Regions from separate parts of the Gossypium hirsutum genome. Here regions 2 and 3 are each linked to region 1. The links are chromatin contacts, called in public Hi-C maps. All regions are on one chromosome and are shown on one strand. Each heading gives the region's core, a stretch centred on a gene start, on an enhancer-like site or on the middle of the called end of the contact. The rest is flanking DNA. Distances are from core to core; before and after follow the strand shown. Region 1 holds the start of LOC107947889. Region 2 holds the start of LOC107947922 (protein TRANSPORT INHIBITOR RESPONSE 1). Region 3 holds the start of LOC107947913.

Evidence for each region. A called contact is a pair of places that touch in the nucleus more often than the background predicts.
Region 2: a contact with region 1 is called in a Hi-C map of leaf, with 2.0 times the contacts expected there. The contact joins the promoter of LOC107947922 here to the promoter of LOC107947889 in region 1. A contact is called at or near these places in 8 of 34 Hi-C or Micro-C datasets (callus, leaf, petal and 1 more).
Region 3: a contact with region 1 is called in a Hi-C map of leaf, with 3 times the contacts expected there. The contact joins the promoter of LOC107947913 here to the promoter of LOC107947889 in region 1. A contact is called at or near these places in 5 of 34 Hi-C or Micro-C datasets (callus and leaf).

The regions. Positions count from the first base shown.
Region 1 is chrA08:92,913,481-92,917,202 of Gossypium_hirsutum_v2.1, reverse strand. LOC107947889 reads left to right here and starts at 1,996. Exons shown (of 1, transcript XM_016882395.2): 1 at 1,996-3,010. The coding sequence starts at 2,168. The coding sequence ends at 2,629.
Region 2 is chrA08:93,149,655-93,153,376 of Gossypium_hirsutum_v2.1, reverse strand. It overlaps LOC107947922 (protein TRANSPORT INHIBITOR RESPONSE 1), which reads right to left and starts at 1,911. Exons shown (of 3, transcript XM_016882423.2): 1 at 1,171-1,911; 2 at 41-536. The coding sequence starts at 1,637.
Region 3 is chrA08:93,119,302-93,123,023 of Gossypium_hirsutum_v2.1, reverse strand. LOC107947913 reads left to right here and starts at 1,749. Exons shown (of 4, transcript XM_016882415.2): 1 at 1,749-1,759; 2 at 2,264-2,393; 3 at 2,812-2,937; 4 at 3,593-3,722. The coding sequence starts at 1,749. It overlaps LOC107953327 (protein NETWORKED 3A), which reads left to right. Exons shown (of 4, transcript XM_041075965.1): 3 at 41-128; 4 at 855-1,589. The coding sequence ends at 1,435.

The DNA.
Region 1 (3,722 bases), core at 747-3,246:
CGTGCATCTCGACAGTAGCATACACTACCAATGACACCTTCACGTGCTAGATGTTCAGATTCACAAAGAATTCCTCAGTAATGCATTCTCAAATTGTCGAATCCTCATTTGGTGTCCATTCAAACTATATTAAAATAATCAAAACTTTAGTTATACATATATACTACAAAATATCTAATCAACTACTTTAATTAATACAATATAATTTAAACTTAAATAAATTCACACATTCGTTTCCAATAGAAGTCATATTTCTCACAGCTCATTCGATAATCCTATGTAACTCAACCCATGGTTCCACCTATTGAAATAATTTGTTAGCATAATATTATTTAAATTAATTTTATTATGGACATCATATCATCTGATGAATTTTACCTTGTTACGAGTGAGAATGTGTATAGGTAGTCCACTCGAGGACAGTAAAAATGGCAATTGGTACCGCACCCATGATTGCAATAGTAGAATGCAAACACCAATTTTAATTTTATGTGATTGCATCGCTCGACACATTTCCCAGTATTATATCGCCAACACAACGGACCCCCAACTGAGTTCTTAGTTGACAAGTTTCAGCAGCGACATTAGATGGAGAGATTTTGTGACTTATCTAGAATTAGGATACCCCCGATAATTTGAAGGATGTACGCCCGAACGTGTCGTTCTCTTTTGACTTCAACTAAATCCTCATCTAGCCCTTCGTAGTTTCTTCTTAACCAACTCATTTTGGTCCTACCTCATAAATTGTCTCCAAAACCAAACCCTAAAGTTCATCGTATGCACCTCTCCAATCGGCCACGTGAATTGACCCAGTGACTACTGACTCATCCACCGATAACCGCAACTGTAACTACACGTCCTCTAAAGTGATAGTACACTCACCGCATGAAAGATAAAATGTATGCATCTCCGGTCTCCATCTTTTCACCAACACACTTACGAGTGTTGGGTCCAACTTACACCCCCAACCTACAAAGGCCATGTGCGAAAAATCGGCTTCCCTCAAGTATAGTTCAATCAAGGGTGATTGAGGAGTCGGTAGATTACGGATATAACACTCCAAAATTTGATCTTTCGCACATTTACGAAAAAAAATTAAATTTAAATATAACAATGAAATAAAAAAAATTAAACATTGAAATATATCAAAAAATATTCTTACCACTTGCAATTGATCAACGAAAATGTGCTTGTCATCAAAATGGATTAGAGATCCATCCATTTCTAATTTTGAAAAATAAGAATTAATTTTTAATAAAAATTTATTTGCAAAAATATTAAGATAATTTTGATAAAAAATATAATTTAGAGAGAAATAAAATTGAAGTAAGAATTTAACAGAGAATTTGATAAATTTCTTAGAGTGATTTGTGAATTTTGAGAGATATATGAGTGAAATTTGTGGAAATAAAGTAAGGGGGTTTTATAGGGTTTCGAAAAATGTAGTTGTTGGGGGTGATGAGTGCCAACGGCTATTTTAATTAGCTGTGGGGAAAGTAGCCATTGGGGGGTTGCTATTGGGGAAAATGCTTCCAACTGGAAGCGCTTTTAAATGAGTTGGCAAAAACGCGTTCTACTTAGAGTATTTTACTAGCAACACGATAAAAGCGTTTCTAGTTGGAAACATTTTTTTACATTTCACCTGAAAATATTTCCAGCTAAAAGTGTTTTCATTAATCAATTTATTCTTGTAAATTTCTCAAAAATTAACCTAATAAAGTAATTTTTAAAAAGTATTTTATTCTTTAAATAAAACAAAAAAAGAAACTGCCATAATAATAATAATAAATATAATTAGGAACGTGGGGTTCTAGAAGATTTGATATTTATGTGATTGTTAAGCTTCTAGAAGGGTGGGACCTGGCCTACTCTGGTCTGAACTGTGATTCTATCAATATCAACCGTTGCGTTAGCGTATATTTATCTCCTTCTAGAAACCAAAATTTTCTTTTTCATTATAATAAAATTTTCCAATGCGTCAAACACGGTAGCAATAGCAATAGTAGCCCACCCTTCCCTCCTTCTATTTTATTTATTTTTTAATTATTACTTATGAAACTTTCTGATGTATATAGCAAAGGCTTAAATAACCCAAAGTCAGTACCAATAAAAATTTTCTTTTGAATTTCCGTTTTGTTTTTTGCGGTTTGGTAATTACAGGTTATTAATGGGTATCCGAAGAAGAAGAAGTAAAGTTGTTGACGTGTCTTCTTTCTTGCTCTTCGAGGCCACCGGCGATTCGGAATCTGGTTGTAGTTCCGATCCAGCCATGGTTGACATCAGTCACGATGATGATGGTGATGATGATGATGCCGAGTCATGTAGCTGTGATATTGCACCTGATGTTGTTCATGGTGTTGGAGAGGTTGGTGGTAGCTTAAAAAACAAATTTGCAAATGTTGTTGAAGGTGTCAATGATGAAGATGATGACGACGATGACGATGGGGTGGTGGAGCAAAAGGAGGTTCAATTGTATAAAAAAAGTTGCAGGGATGATCAACGTATTAAAGGAGTTGGTGTGGGGAAAGAAAAGAAATCCTCTTCATCAGCTGAAAACTCAAACTCAAGCGAAACCATGAATGAGATGGAAAAGAACAGGCTTTTTTGGGAAACTTGTTTGGCTTCCTAGAAAATCTGGGTTTTCTTCCTTTTTTGGTTCTTATTTTTTTTTTCTCGCTAGCTAAACAAGCATTCATCAGTCGTCTTTTTCTTTTTGTTACATATCACCATATTTTTTAGTTCTTTCGCCTCTTAGGTTTTTCGTTATTTTTTAAAAAATTGAAATTGATGCTAATTGTAAATATATAAACATGATTTTATAAGGAAAAGAAAATCAAATGAATCAATAGATGATTATTTCTTTCATAAATTTAATTTTGCAGTTAATAAAGTTTGCTGCAAATCTGAAATGGAGAGGTGGAGCAGCCAGGCAATGAATATTTCTGGCATTTTCTGATATGGATTCAAATTATGAATAAATGTAACAAAAATGCAGTAAGTTTTAGATTTACTTTCTTTCTTTTTTTTTTCTTTTTTTGATAATGGTGTGTGATAAATATAAATATTTGTAAATATTGATAAAAATATCTATTGGTATCAAAAACTAAAATTGAAGTTATTTATTTGGTTACACTAAAAAAAAAAAGTGAAACATTTGGTTAATCTAAACATATGAATTGGGAGTGGGTAGTAATTTGAATTTAAGTGACATTAGATTTTATTATTGTTTTATAAAATGGGGAGAGTGATTAGAATTGAACCCCAACTCTAAAATCACATAATTCCCAAAATTTACATGCCTTCTTTATAGTGTTTTGGTTAATAGAATTGGAAGCAGAATATAGGTTAAAAAAGACAAAATCACCTTATTATTTTAATAAATCTTTTCAACTTTATACATTTTTTTATTATTATTTAATGCATGTTGAACTAACATTGCAGTTGAAGCTAACCTTCAACTCAGTGAGTTTCCACATTAAATTCATAGAGATTAAAAACCTTCTACTTAAATGATTGCAGCTGAGAACTTACTTTCAAACACCAAAGGTTGCTGCAATAACAAGGGGTTGGGGTAAAATAGTAGATTTTCACTCTTCATTTTCTTTTAACTTTACCCCACATTATATATGTGAAAAGTACTCGTGATGTCGGGACTAAATCATATTAACTCCTATATTATTAAATGTACTATTTAAAAGAATCAAGCTTCAACTATCTTCTTA
Region 2 (3,722 bases), core at 662-3,161, 240 kb before region 1:
GTATAAATTCAAATGCATAATGATACCGTAATGGACTTACCAACATGCGTTGCAAACTCGGACATTGGCTTACAAGCTTGGTAAGATCGGGATTTTGTATGGGAGCGTAGCTTAAGTTCAATGATGTTAATCTAGAGCATACAGAGTAAATAACTGGAAGGTAAGCTGGGACTGCATCCCAAAACCCGGACAAGCACTTTAATTCCTTGCAATTACAAAAAGCTTCAGCCAAGTTCGAGTACACGTCTGACCGTAGCTCAGCTGCATAGGTGCCAGTGCCAAATTCAATCAGCTGCGGTGCACGGGATAAAAGGTTGGCAATCTTATCGAGGGGCACTTCACGGTTGAGCAAAAGCCTCCTCAAGTTGGGACATCTACCAACTAGGCGCTCCAAGGCCGAAAAACTAACGTCATCGGATCCTAAGCAGGAAATGTTGAGAGACACAAGGGATGTGTATGTGTCAGGAAAATGGTTGAGCCAATGCCCACTCAAATCATCAACTTCACTGTCTCTCAAGTCCAGCTCTCTCAGATTCCTGTATCACAAAACCAGATTTGATTCATATAAACAAGGAATTAAAAAAATCGACCAAACCAAATACAAAATCAAGAAGAAAGTTTCTTTTTTACAATTGAACTTACAAGAGAAGAAATTTGCATATTCTTTAAGCATCTAATTGCTCAAACCATACAAGAAAATAAAGTTCTAATCTAGGAACAAAAAACAAACAAATCCCAAGATGGAATTAAAATAACATACAAAGAAGGATAAAAAAAGGAAAAATTTTGAAAAAAGAAATACCATAAGAATCTGCAGTACCAACTTGGAAAATCAGTCCCTACATCCTCAATTTACAAAATATATTATTCATCGTTTATACAGCAAAAGCAAAGCCCACGTTTCCCAGAAATAACCGTTTAAAATCTGGAAAACAACCCCCGAAAAAGAATCTAGGTATAGAAAACAAGAACAAGGAATCCTAGGGGGAAAGGGGCATTTGAAGTGAACAAAACTCTACCCTTCTCAAAAATCACAAAGAAAACAGAAATGTAGCTAAAACCAAAAACAAAAATTGAATCTAACAAAGACCCAAGGTTCAATTCTTTGTCTAACTGAAAAGCAAAGTAAAAGCCAAACAAACGAAGTAAAAAAGAGTTTATCAAACTCACTTGCAGCTAGCAGCAATGGCAGCGAGCCCATCAGTTGAAAACCCTTCACAAGAAAAGAGCACCAACACTTGCAAATTCGTAAACGACTTAGCAACAAGCTCCAGGCTCTCGTCCGTGACAACCATTCGCTTAAGCCGGATCTCTTCGAGCCATGGATAGGCTCCAGCCATTTCCGATATCCATGGAAGTACGTACCCGCCCCAACCGTCCGGTACCAGATTGAAGTCCGCGAAGTGTGGCTTCCCTTTTAGCTCAATGGATCTGATATCCGGGAACCGTCTGATCACCATCGTAGGGCTGACGGCGTAACAGTTCCCCACGAATATCTTCCTCCGACACCACCGTTCGATCTCGTACCACGATTTGCACACCACCGACGCTGCGTTCCGGTCCTTGCCCGAATGTATGAACGAGAACACGTGCTCCAAAATCTCGTCGGGGAACGAATACGCCGTTTTCTTCTGCATTTTGAAAAATCGAGAAAGAGAAACAAAACACACACACACACGCGAAGAGAAATTAAGCCTTTTTGGATTAAAAATATACAAAAGAAGATACTCTTTTTTGCCTTTTGGTTTGCCGAAGATTGGGGTTTTCTTAAGCTTTAGAGTTCATTTTCAGATCTGAAACGCCATTAATGAAGCTTACAGTGAGAGCAGAGGTTAAGGAGCTATAAAGAGAGAGAAAGTGAAGTGATATGACAGATACAAGGTGAGAGAGGATAAGAATTTTTATTGATGTGTTGAGAAGGGTGGTTAGATTTTAACAATGGTTAAATATGTCATGTCAAATTAGGTCTAATTCTAGGTTTAGTCCCTTTAGTATGTTGAAATTTTGAAATTTATCTTTCTATGTATTTTTTTACATAACTTTGTACTTTATTAGTAAATCCAAATTCAAAACCTCAATTGTTACTTTATCTCTTAAAGGATTTAAACATTATTGATTGAATTTTTATGTGATATAAACTGTATGATCATATAATACAAAAAAAAAGTTCACGTTAGCACTTTAACAATATCAACAAACAATTTTATCGAATTTAAATACACTAATAACATTATAAAAGTCCCAGTAAGAAGCCAAGTGATAGGAAAAGATAGCCAATTAGGGTGATATTGTAAAAAATTTATAACAAATCATATCAAATTAAAAATAAAATAAAATGATTAAATGTCAAATTTTAGTCTTACCGGGGACTAAATCAGAATTATAGCGAAAGGAAAGATGAGGGTATCAATTTTTTGTGGGGATAACTAATGGACGTTTAAGATAGAGACACGTGGTGGGGGAGAGATGCGGGCCATATGATGGACGGTGTGAAGGGGAGATCTTATCCGTCGGCAACAAAGCGGAGCCGCAGAAAACGGGTGTATGGAAGAGCGTGTAGGGGCAGATGTTCAACGAGATTTTTGAGGAATATATCGGGAAGGAGATGGAACGACGAGATATTGATACGCGGAGGGCTGATAAAATGTGGTGATGTGTAGGGGAGAGTGGTGGTGCAATGAATCCCATGTTGCGCGTAGCACGGCTGGATCGGAGGGATCTCGATATGCGGGGACCACAATAAAAGGGATAAAATATTATTATAATAATAATGACAAAAAGTCGTAAACACTGTGATTGAGATTTCTCAATTTTGATTAATTCAAAATAAAAAATGATTAGAACTGAAATATCAAAACTTAAAAATTGGAGTCTCAATTTAGGGATGATTTAATTAAAAAGTAATGATGTTAATTATTAAAACACATAAGAAATATTAAAGTGCATTGTATTGTCTACCAGAGGCCATAATGAGGAGATGGATAATATTTTTGTTTCTATTTTGACTTCATGGGATATGGGATAATCATGCCCATTATTATTCACTTCTATATTTAGTCTTCAATTAAACTAAACAAACTCCTTATTACAAACAATAATGATTCATTCTTTTTTCGCCAATATTTGCTGAAGAGATAAAGAGTTGTGTTTTCATTTGCATACATTAACCAAATAATAAACACAGCATATATATATATATAATTTTGTGTAAATAAATGTTATAAACGTTGTTTTTTCTTTTTTTACATTAAATTAAACGTATTCCAACACCCCATATTTTAAAACAAAACAAAACCAAAAAAAAAAAAAACTCCTTATTGCTTTTCATATATTAATCATTGGTTAAGTTGAAGGCTCCTTATCTCACGTTTCCAAGTGACAAACATGTGTTTAAGTTGCTTGCAAAAGTTGGAATGTTACCTGATTTTAGGGTTACCAAATTAGGAACAGTGTGATTGAAGAGAGTCTGTGTTTATTGAATTCCTATTATTTTATTCCATATTTAATTTCTTTAAAATTGAATTTTTGAGAATATGAAAAACTATTTAATAAATAAAGCTAAACAAATTAACTATCTATTTTGTTAAATAAGAAAATTAAATATTTTTTTTATAAATGGTACAATAGTATTATTATGAGATTCAAAAGTTAGGCTGGATAGTTGGGTATTAGTCTTGTATTAGTGATTTGGTGTAATGGGTTGTCAAAAAGAGGATCAGCAT
Region 3 (3,722 bases), core at 500-2,999, 210 kb before region 1:
ATTTTATTACTAATCGTTTAATCATTTCGGGATGTGCAAGGTGGAAGCTTCACAGCGGCGGCGGTGGTGGTTTCATAGTCATCATGACGGCTTAAGCCGCTCTCCATGGCTTCATTCCACTCTTTCCGGTAAAACCCTTATCACTTTTTTTAGTTTTTTCATTAGGTTAATTTATAGGTATATAGTCACTCTAGAATTTGTTATTTAACTTAGTAATTATTTCAACGATTTCATTTCCAACAAAAATAATAAAAAAGTTATTTAAAAGGTTTTTTTTAAATAATCTGAATAAGCATTTAATCTTTAATAATTATTTGCGGATTAACTACTGGCATTATACATTAATGTTACATTAATGTTTGAATCGGATTGAACTAGTTGGATCGTGAACTGGTCATGGTATTAGTTTAGAGAAAGGCTTTGATCGGGTTGACTTGGAGATTGGTACGGACCGATTGAATTGAGCAAAATCAAATTTTTTAATATTTTTTAATCGAATTGAACCAAACAGATTGACAATCAACGACCTGATTGGTTCAACCATCAGTCCGATTTAAAAAAAAAAGGGTTACATTTAACTTTTTGTAGTCTATTTTGATATTAGAATTTTGATTATTAAATTTGAATTTAGTTAATATATTTGATTTGATAATGTGATATAATTTTAAATTGTCATGTTATTAATTTTTTATGTATTCCAAATTAAGGGACTAAAATGGACTCATTCTAGTACTAAGTAGACAAACAAAAAAAATCCAAATAGTGAAGTGAGCCCAATTATCAAATTTAAAGTCTAAAACAAAAAAGAAAATTACAACATGGACCACTTTAATTGGTTTATATGTGAATGGCAGAGTTGGATAAGAAGACAAAGGCAATGCTAAAATTGATCGACGAAGATGCAGATTCCTTTGCCCAACGTGCCGAAATGTACTGCAAGAAACGGCCCGAGCTGATTAGCTTGGTGGAAGATCTCTACCGAACTCACCGTTCGCTTGCCGAGCGGTACGATCGAGCCAAGTTCAGCCACGGAACTCATGTCGTAACAACATTAGGAGCATCATTTCGTTCCATGAAGCACATATCGGATAAAGCCTATGATAGTTGCTCCGATACTATGGATTCTGAAGACTATGCCGAATCCGAAATTGATGACGCTGAAAGCCAACATAAATACAATATGAATATAATAAATGAAGAAGTAGCGATGAAGTTAAGGGAAGAAGTGGAGAGATTGAAAGAAGATAACAAGAAAGTGAAGGCTCAATTATTGGGGAAAGATGAAGAAAAGAGACAAGTGATTAGGGAATTGAGTTTGGCCATTAAAGTGCTCAAGGATGAGAATATGGAGCTTAAAAAACTTAAGGAATCCCCAATGAAATGGGAATTCAGCAAATTAAAGGAATTTTTGGGATGTTGTTTAGTGGTTCCCTGAAGTGAGTCTCATGTTACAGTTACTGTTGTTGATAGTTTTTAGTTTAGGTCACATTTCTTCATTTATATATATACATTCAGTATATATCATTTTAATAGGGTGAAATTTGTAATACCACTAATTATATTTATCTTAATATCTTTGGATTATGGCTTAGATTAAAAATTTTAATGAATAAAAAATTTAAAAAATATATATGATAGGCTTAAAATGAGCTTGAATTAACCATTTTTAAATATGGCTGAACTTAAATATAATTTTAGATTCATGTTTCAAGTCAAATTAGAGTTAAACAAATATAAAATATGTTAATATGACATTAATGTTCTGCTCAAATTGTGAACAACTCCACTTTAAACTCTTACTTTTAATTGTATAATAACAACCAAAACTTAATAGCAATTATAATATATATTATTAATTTTTTCAATATAAAATGAAAAGACTTGTAGAGATAATATCATATGTGTACTTTCATAAAATGTCTAATGTGATATTTGTATTTTAAAAATGTTTAATATAGTAATTGAACTATCAATATGTATTTTATTGTGGTATCTATATTTTCATAAAATATCCAATGCGATATTTAAACTATTAATATGTGTTTTATTATAGTGTTTGGTGTTAACACCATCAATGAGTCTAGCCTTGATAATTTGGAAAAAAGAGAATTTACATGTGGAATTTTCGTTAACTAATTTAGTAATTTACCAACGGTGTTAACATTAAGTACCACAATAAAATAATATTAATAGTTCAAATATTACATTAAATATTTTAAAAAAAATTCAAGCTTCTTTTTATTTTTATTTTTTACTATAAAAGGGAATATAGTAACATCGTGTACGGCTACGATTTGCACAAAATCCAATCGGAGATCACCTGTGGAGTGGAGACATCGAAAGCCTTTGACTGCGCAAAACTGCTAACAAGGATTGTTTCAGAATCCAAACAGGTCTCTCTCTTTACTCTTTTTTCTCCTCATTAGTTAAAATTTATTCTTTTTCTGCGTAATTTCCATTTTTCCTGATTAAATTTACATATACGATGAAGAAGAATTTACCTTAATTTTTTTTAATAAACAAAAAAGATAGTCTATTCCATGTTTTCTTTCTTTTTCCTTTTCATTGAAGTTTGTTCACTGGGCTAGACCGGCTCTACACATTCCCAAACTCTTCTTGATCTCACTTTCATTTATTCCACCTAAAAAACATATCAATTTTACTTCGAAATCGACTATAATTTTTCATTTTTGGATCACATTTGGCAATAGTCTTTGTTTAACAATGCACGTTAACTGTTCGATATAATGCTTCTTTATACGCTCTGCGAAGTGTTATATGTATGTTTTACATTTTGTTTCTGGTTTTCAGGGTGTTGTCTGTGAGATGTTGAAGCAAGTAATATGGAATTTGAGGAAAAGGGTAGTTTCAGATTCTGGAGATAAACTTATTTTGCCTTGCATGTACGTGCCCACCAGTTCTTTTCATGCTGGACAGGTAACTTTCTATTCTTTTAAATTTTGTTTCAGTTTTTGTGGAAATACCCAATTCGTCCTCCTTCGAGAATTTTCAAATCAAATCCAAACCCATTAACCATTGGTCTCCAGAGATTGTTTTCATCGTTTGATATTTCAAGAAACAAAAGTACGTTGAAACATGAAAAATAAAAATCTTACTTTGCAACTTGCTTTGTCAAGTCCTTTATGTATACGAAGCATGAAAGAAATAAATCTGTGAATTTTAACTGAATTAAGGCTAAATACTGCTTGGTAACTGTTACAAAACAAAAGTTTGGGGTGCTAGAATCGGATGGTTCTCACAATAGGCAGTTCGGAGAACTAGTAGAAATATGTCATGGGGCCTTTGGGATGGAGGAGGGGGCCATTGGCCTGGCTCACAATGCCTTACTATATAACGGGTGACTTGATGGTAGTGTATAAGAATGGGTACAAGAGTAACCAATAGGGAAGTAGTACCATGAGAGGGGGCACAACTGATAGATTTTCTTCATTAAAGAGAACTTTAATTTGGGTTCGAGGCACTTTCGATGTTTGAGGCTAAGGTGCAATGCCAGCCGGTGCCAAAGTGTTGCTTCATTAGCAGCTTGTAAAGTTCAGAGTTGCCAACTTTATACAACATTTTCTCAGTACAGGTTCATTGTTCACAAAAAAGTTTTTTTGGAGTAGAGGATTTTCTTGACGATGATAATAGCAGGCCGTACACTTATCAGAAAGAAAAGAAGTCGAAGAATCCGAACAAGCATGTCTCATTCAAACAACAAA